2 separate regions of the Anser cygnoides genome follow, and region 1 is linked to region 2. A link is a contact called in public Hi-C data. All regions are on one chromosome and are shown on one strand. The core of a region is the stretch at or near the end of the contact, and the rest is flanking DNA. Distances in the headings are between cores, read along the strand shown. Region 1 holds the start of USP38 (ubiquitin specific peptidase 38). Region 2 holds the start of ZNF330 (zinc finger protein 330).

Evidence for each region. A called contact is a pair of places that touch in the nucleus more often than the background predicts.
Region 1: a contact with region 2 is called in a Hi-C map of liver, with 1.8 times the contacts expected there. The contact joins the promoter of USP38 here to the promoter of ZNF330 in region 2. A contact is called at or near these places in 2 of 7 Hi-C or Micro-C datasets (granulosa cells and liver).

Annotation. Positions count from the first base shown.
Region 1 is chr4:42,135,157-42,139,194 of Taihu_goose_T2T_genome, reverse strand. USP38 (ubiquitin specific peptidase 38) reads right to left here and starts at 2,069. Exons shown (of 10, transcript XM_048074964.2): 1 at 1,256-2,069; 2 at 645-780. The coding sequence starts at 1,940.
Region 2 is chr4:41,586,058-41,590,269 of Taihu_goose_T2T_genome, reverse strand. ZNF330 (zinc finger protein 330) reads right to left here and starts at 1,694. Exons shown (of 10, transcript XM_048075006.2): 1 at 1,554-1,694. It overlaps LOC136790814 (a long non-coding RNA gene), which reads left to right and starts at 2,030. Exons shown (of 4, transcript XR_010831476.1): 1 at 2,030-2,552.

The DNA.
Region 1 (4,038 bases), core at 820-3,319, 550 kb before region 2:
GTACACTATGCAATTGTTTTTACATCATTGCCATTCTTCCATCATTTTGACAACAGTCAAACTTGCGGAGACTTGAGCGAAGATGTAAACAGAGGCTGTCACCTACAAATCCTACTGAAAAGTCATAAAGATAGCTAAGCAGAAATGAGTAAATATCATTTCTGATTCCTCTCTTTACAGATGGAGAAGAGGTGAGAGAGACAATCTACATCTTGGAAAAGTGGAAAGGCTAATCTTCAGAGAACAAGGCCTTATTTCTCAGCTTGACAGTAAGACCCGTCAAGTTTCCTAGTTTAAGCTGTCTCCCATCAAGTGGGATACCTAAAAAGAATATATAATTTAAAAGCAACACAGGTGGCTTCCTCTTAGTTTCTGCTCATACTTCCTCTTCATTCTGTCCTAGCAAAGTGTGACAAAAAAGCCATACTAGCAATGAAGGCAGTAACCTTAAACTGAGACCTTGCTGGTAACATCCCAGGTATCAGCAATATAAACAAGTTTAACATGACAAACAGTGTAACTTTGAATGCCATCTTAGAAGTGTCCTCATACCTTGTTTTATTTTTTTTTTTAAACTGAAGCAAGAAATAACTTCAAAAAAGGCAATGTCAACAGTGTTCCCCCTTCCCAATGAAATACGGTACCTGCACAGCGCTTGAGTCATACTTGCATCTTTCACATTCGGATCTGTAGTAAGGCTCATGATGAGTACTGTAATCATCTGTAATGGTATGTGCTGCACAAGACTTGCCAGTGCAACCGAGGGTTCAAATGAAGTATCTGCAATAGTTCAACAGGCCATATTGTAAGAAATGAACAGAAATCCCCGCAGGAAAACTACACTTGATTTTCGCAACGGCTTGACTGCAGCTGTGAAGTTTTGAAACAAGTCTAGCCTAAACCTAACGTTATATTGACACAGGGTGGAATGAGAGAAGTTTCAATGGGTTAAGCACACGAAGAGCGCTGAATTACAGCGCCCTTTGTTCATTCAGTATCTGCACAAGACAGTGACAACCTGCCAACTTCCTCCCCCTCTCCCTCCACTGCGGTGCCATACGACTGCTTGGTGTGCTGGATGTTAACGTGAGCCCTGCACAGCTATTTCGCATGCTCTTTCTCAGCAACCCCTGGCTAGCCGGAGTGCCTGCGGCCAGACACCGCATCCTAGCGCTCTCTGGGTGCCAGAGGCGCCCGCCGCGGGACCTCCGCGGCCCCTTCCCTCCGCTCCGCCCCTCCCGGGCCCGGGGCTCACCGGCGGCCGAGATGACGGCGAAGAGCTCCTGCAGGGAGGGCAGCAGCGTGTCGGGCTCGGCCTTCCAGACGCTGCGCAGCAGCCCGCTCACCTGCGTCACCTGCGAGACGTAGAGGCGCAGCTCGGCCTCCCGGCTGCCCTGGCTCTGGAAGTGGGCGATGCTGCGCACCAGCTGCTGGCAGAAGGCGAGCGAGAGCTTCCTGCCGCGGGGCAGGCACTGCGGGAAGTCGCCCAGCAGCTGGCAGAGGCGGGCGCAGAGCGGCGGCGCCGGCCGCTCGCACACCAGGCGCAGCGCCTCCACCTGCAGCAGCTCGAAGAGCTCCAGCACCGAGGGGCAGCTCATGATGAGGCGCAGCCCGGCCTGGATGTAGTCCAGGATGGCCGGGTCGCGGTTGCTCAGCTCGCCGTAGCCGCGCTGCAGGAGGCCGAGGACGAGCCCGCGGTCGAAGAAGGCCTCGAACTCGGCGCGGTGGTAACGGCCGTAGGCCTCCAGCACCTGCCGGCCCACCTGCCGCTGGAACCGGTCGGGGCCCTGCAGCACCAGCCGGGTGCCCAGCGCGAACATGGCGCGGCACTGCGCCCGGCTCAGCGGCGTCTCGGCCAGCTCCACCACCCGCTGCACGATCACCCGCTTCAGCGGCAGCGGGTGCGCCGAGCTCACCAGCCCCTCCAGGATCTTGTCCATGGCGGACGCCGCCAACGCATCGGCCGAGAGGCGGCGGCGGCGGCGGACGGATAGGAGGACCGGCTCGGCACCGGGCCTCGGCGGGGGCCGCCGCCGCCGCCTCCCCGCGGCCCTGCCGCCGCCCCGGCGCGCTATGCCGCCCCGCCGGCTGCCGCCGCCGCCCGCCCGCCCGCTGCGCCCCCCCGCCGCTCGCCCGGGCGGCGCCGCGGCCCCAACGGAGGCTGCCGAACGCTGCCCCCCGCCCCCCCCCCTCCGACCCGGAAGCGGAGCGGCGCAAACGGGAAGCGGCGGCGGCAGGACGCGGCGCAAAGGCCGTGCCGCCCCGCCCCGCCTCCCCCCCCGCCGCACCGGCCAATGGCGGGCGGCAGGGGCAGGGGGCGGCGCGGCGCGGCGGGAGGGGCAGGGCTGCGCGGCGGCGGGGGCGGCCGTGATGGCGGCCGGGGGCGGGGCTTCGGGGGGGCGGGCAATGGGGGGGCGGGCAATGGCGGCGCGGCCGTGATGGCGGCCGTGGGGCTGAGGGGAATGCGGTGCCGTTGTGGTAGCGGAGGGGAGCGGAGCGCCCCGCAGCCTCAAAGAAACGCCAGCGCAAAGCCTTAAGTACCACAGCGGTCAAAAACACCGAGCCAGGAAGTTCAGAGTTAACTTAAAGATCGACTCCACCGTTTATAAAATATTCCGACGGTGCCGTTAAACTGCTCACACAGCCGTAACTTGGCTCCTCCGCGCTCCAGTTTTCTGTTTGCTCCTCGTACCTGTAACAGTTCTAGAAATCGCAACACACGAGAAAAATTGCCATGACAGAGTCATTGTGTTCCTGTACAAGTTGTGTTGGCCTAGGGATTTTTCTAAGGTAGTTAAAAGTATCAGATAATATTACCATCGATTTATTAATTACGTAGCTCCAGAGTTGCTCAAATGTGTCAGGATGTATGAGAAAGAGAAACAAAAAGAAGTGGAGAAAGGCAAGGTGGTATGGCAGGCTCATGGGGCACACCATGGAGGGATGATGATGAGAGGGGCAGTTGCCATGAATAGCAGAAACCAATGTGAAAGAGCTGGAATGGCCTTCTGAGAATCTGGAAATGTGGATGGCTTGCAGGTCCAGAGATCTCCCCAGAGATGGGGAAAGCAGAAAACACGAGCAGCTACAGATCAGCAGGATCAGTTTTTTCTGTGAGCTAGGAGACCAAAGGTCTGAGCAGGTCTTCAGTGCTTTCTCTTTGGTTTACATGATGGCCACGAGTGGGAGAACTCTGCCTGCTGCTTGGGCTAAGGGATCACCGTGTAGATGAGGCAATTTCTCCAAAGATAGCCACAGAAAGGTCTGAAATCTACTGACCCAAGAAAAGCTAAAATTGATAGCCAGAGTCATATAGTTTTAGAGAGAGAAGGGTAACTAATGTAGGAACATGGAGACTCTTGGTTGCATCCAGATGACCAAGTATACATACTCTTCATTTAATTAACTTATTTCCAGTAATAGAACTAGTAATGACAAACAAGTGGTTAAGAGTTACAATGGCTGGTTGAGTCACTGCGTATGTTTATGACTTAATAGCTAAAAATAACCTGAACTGTGGGAATGATCCTAATTACAGCCTGACCATTAAATATGCAATTACCAGTATATACATATGAGCTAAATTTTGGAACACAAACTGTTCCTCTGTTCTCAATAAAATTTAACTTCAATATATCAATATATTACTAAGTCATGACCAAATGAAAATAAGTGAATTCTTCAGTCAATAAAATGTTTTAAAATGTTTACTCTGAAAAAGTAATGGAAAAAAACAGTTATGTTTCATCAAACAAAGATTATTAACAATTCTGAATAATAATTACTCTTTCTGTAAAACAGCACAAGTAACAGAGTAAGGTAAACGATGGCTTAATAACTCAAAAATCTTAACGAAAGTAAGACAGAAAGGAAACCTGTTACTAAGAACCCTGGGCTAAAGATATCCTGTCAGCCTACAGACATTTCACACCTTATGTTTGAGATGGCTGATTTCTAGCAGAACCTTTTCTAGGTAAGGAAAATGTGGCTCTCCCGCAGGGCCTCCCTAAGGGCTGGCAAGGCTCTAGACACAACATC
Region 2 (4,212 bases), core at 445-2,944:
ATAGTGTTATGATGTCAAAAATTACGATAGTAAAAAAAATTTGTTTACCCGCAATTCCTTTCAAATCAGGGTATTGTACCTTTCAAAAGTGCCGATCAGTATTTAATGTTCCTATGCAGTATGTTCTGCCCGCAGTTTTGACAATCCTTCTGTAATCTGAGGCTGGTGGGTGACCCAAAAATGTATTTAGGCAGCACAGCACTGTTACCAAATGTTCAGACAGGATATGAGAAATTCACAATACCGTCTGTCACACTGCATGTGTTTGTGTACCCTGCTTCTTTCCACCTACCGTGCTGCCAGAGAAACCACCCAGGATGTAGTAGGTCCATACCTGGATCCCTCCTCAGCCCAAGAAGGTACGAACCTGCTGACCTACAGAGCACCTGAACTCCTGAACCACAACCAGCTCTGCATGAGGGTTTCTCCACCATTTGAAATTTTCTACTCTGGAGCAAAATGTTCCAGATTGACTGGGTTGGAGCAGCAGTAGGGGTGAGCGTGACTCTCTGAGGTGTGGTAGATAAAGCTGAGTCCTGTCATCAGGAGGGCACGTAAGAGGTGAGTGGCTGCGTACTGTGTCCTCAGCATTGTGCGTCATTCTGTAAAAGTCCCACTACTATTCCTCACGGGCTGCGCTGCTTGCTGTGGCAAATACAGGTCTAGACATCAGGGTTCCCACCACAGCTCCAAAGACTGTTAGTGTATTTTACCTGACACGAACTGTGCTATTTAAATACATAAATTATGTTTGGCATTTAAATTCCATTGGGGTTGTACCATGCCTATGCCTTTTTTTTTTCCCCTCTTTGCAATTGTTTTTCATGAGTCGTTGAAGACGCGTGGTCAGTTTGCAGCAGACAGGGAAGCAGACTGCACCAGCACGTATCTGGATCTTGTGTGCTGAGCAGGACATTCCCTCGTGTCATTATTCTGACTTGGGTGACACGCTGACCTCCCTGCTGTCACAAACATAATGAACAGCTGTAACAAGATGTTCAACTGGGAGACAGTTGGGTTACCCCTGTCCCACCACACAAATATGGAGAGAAGCAGCCTTCTGCCTTCCAGCACTTCCTGTCTGTCACCATCAGACAGCTCCTAGCTTGTTCACCAGAAGAGGAATGGGGTTCGCTGGGTCACGTCTGCTTCCATGCTGGATTCACAGAAACCTGCTTCACCACTTGGCAAGCCTTGCACAGGAGTAGAACACCGATTAAAATAAGATCTGTGCTAACAGTATTCCACGCTGATATTCCTCCCTACCTAATAACGAAGTAATTTTCACGGAAGCGTGATTTGAAGGTCTTGCTCCGTCTTTTAGGGAAACGCCCGGCGGCGGCAGCAGGCCCCCGGCCGGGCAGGGCACCGCGGTGCCCCCAGCGCGGCCTTGAAGGCGGCGGCCGCCCCCCGGCAGCACGCCTCGGCCCGGGGCACGCAGCCGGGCCCAGCCGCGGGCCCGAAGCCACACAAACCGGCTGCCTTCCCCGCACCGCCGCGCACCCGGCGGAGGCCTCCAGCCCCCAGGCCGCGCCGCACCGCCCGCTCCCCACCTGGACCTCGGCGCTGCGCGGCATCCGCTCCCCCGGAGCTCCCCCGGCTCCCGGCGGCAGCCCCCGCCGCCCCTCAGCGCCCGCCGGGCTCCGGCAGCGGGAGGAAGCCGGCAGCGCTCCTCGGCCCGGCCCGGCCCCGCGCCGAGGCACGAAGGTTCCGCTCCAGCCGCCGCTGGGGCCGTTGGGGCCGTTGGTCAGGGCCGCTGGGGCCCAGCCTGCCTCAGCGCCGGGGAGAAGGGCCCGCGGCGGGCCGCGTAACGCCGCTTTTGTCCGCTTGCGTCTTCTCGGACACACGCACATGCACACAAAAAGCTGCTGCCTCCACATGAGTGTTTGTGTCCTGAAATGAGGGAAAAAAAAAAAAAAAAAACTCTTAAAAGAGGGTTAGTTTTTTTTGCCGATCCTAATTAAAGTAATCTTCCTCCTCACTGAGAACGTTCCCTTGGCGTTACTGCGGCTTTCCCCTCACTGAGGATGTGCTCTTGGTGTGTCTGCGGCTTTGTCCTCACTGAAAAAGTTCTTGCAAAGCGTTTGTGCGGATGACAGTGTTCGGTGGTCATTCCACCCGTAATTCCTGTGTGCTTTCATGGCAATTGCCCTCACGCTGTCACTGAAGAAAGACCAGCTGTTAGGATGCACTAATTGCAACAACTAGTTGTGACTGTAACCCATTAAGGTTGGCACCTGAAAAGGTCTCTCTCTCTGAAAGCTTTTATCAGCAGCTCTGTATTTTTCCAAAATAAAGCCTTGTCTAATCTTAACAGTAGGCATACAACACAGCAAGCAGGGAAGGGATCGCTCCCGTTACCACCAAAGCCCTTGCCGTGGACCAGCCTGCCTTTGGGGTCTGGATCCAGGTCTGTTTCTCAGCGTTTTCCACTCCTGTCCTCACTGAGCCACCTGGAGGCCTGTGACCTTCTGGTGCCTGCTTGACTTCTGCCACCACGGCCAGCTCTGGAGCTTGCTTTGGCTGGAGCGCCTGGAAGACATCTGCCTGAGGTGAGAAGGGTACAAAGTTTGGGGTGAGGACGGCTCTGTGGGCTTGCTGCTCCCCTTTCTTTTTATGTACAGTGAGGCTTTGCTTAACTCCTCATCGTAAACAGTGTACAACACAAGTAGAAACAGAAAGGACCAAGGATGTCTTTGATTCTTTTTAACGTTGTAAGTTCTTCCTACATGCATATTTATTGTTCTTGTGCATTTTGCCTAGAAATCCCTTGTGGAAATCCTTAGATGATGTATCTGATAGTTATTTAAATGAAGACGAGTGGAAGGATCAGAGAGCAGTTACATTGCAATATAATTCATTTATAGTCTTTTGCCTAGGATGAGAAGCGTATGATATATATTTCATACATATTAGTCTTAGGGCACTGTTGTATTTCTAGTGTTCTTTGATCATCCATTCAGGTGGGTTAGTTGTATTGCTCCACACTGGGCTTGGTCATGCATTTCTTACTGGAAGTTGGCTGCTAGTTAAGTGTGTGATCTTGGCTTAAAGAGGGAGACAGGTATTCGGTGGGCACCACTGCCTTTCCATCGAGATTCTTGTAACTTTTGGGAGTTTAGGGTTGTATCTTGTAACAATTTACATGCTTGTCTTGCTTTTCCTTCAAGATGTGACCTTCACACCAGGTTATTGGGATGCACAGAAAAATGTGTTATTGTTTAAGATAAAAATTCATGATGATCACTTAACTGGACATTTCTCATTATAAGAAAGTGTGTAGAGAAATAATTTTTAATTACTATCAGTTACTATGGCTACATACTATTTAACTAACACCTTAAGTAGAAAATGTGATCTTTCGTAAGACCTTAGAGCTTTTCTTGTCATTCTCAGTTTTCTAATGAATGCCCTCACTTTGCTTAATGCCATGAATCATTAGTATACTTTCATTCTGGTTGTGACCGTTCCAGTTTGTTTTAAGCTGCCATGGATGCAAGAACACAGTGAGAATAACAGATAAAGCATTGGGGAGGGGAAGGAGGGGGAGAGACAAAGTTTTAATCTCTTTTAGAATAACTATTCTAGGCTGCTAATCCACTTTCATGAATGAGTGGAGATGCTGAAGAAAGGACTTGCAGATACATCTATGGAAATTACAATTGTCCTTCCATTTGAACGTGCATTTTTTATATAAGCAAACATGAATGAAAAGGAGGAAAAAAGCTAGGAAAAAAAAAAAAAAGGAAACATAACAGGGAGGTATGCTGCCACTAAGATTTCTTTGTTAGTCTCATGTAGGTGGCTTTCAAGTAGCTTTATTTTATCCTGGGAAACTGTATCTGCCTTGCTTATGTTTCACAAACCACCCTCTAGATGGCAGGAGTCGGTCACTTCAATCCTGAATGGTAAAACATCTTATTTTCAGAACAGGTAGAAGTGGCCCAGGGCTGTAATACAAGTGAATAAGAGAAAATGAGATGAGGATAGCCAATTTAGAGCTCACGCAATTTCCATTAGCAATACTGGACTACTCTCTGGGGAACTTGCATGTAATGAAATAATATGAGAATATTGCAGACTTTTTTTTTTTTCAAATATATGTGCAGAAAGTAGTGAGAGTCACCCCCCTATTAAAAGATGTTTTCAGTGACTTCTGTGAGAGCAGCCACAGAAGGAGCATGTGCATCTCTCTGAACTGAACATCTTCAT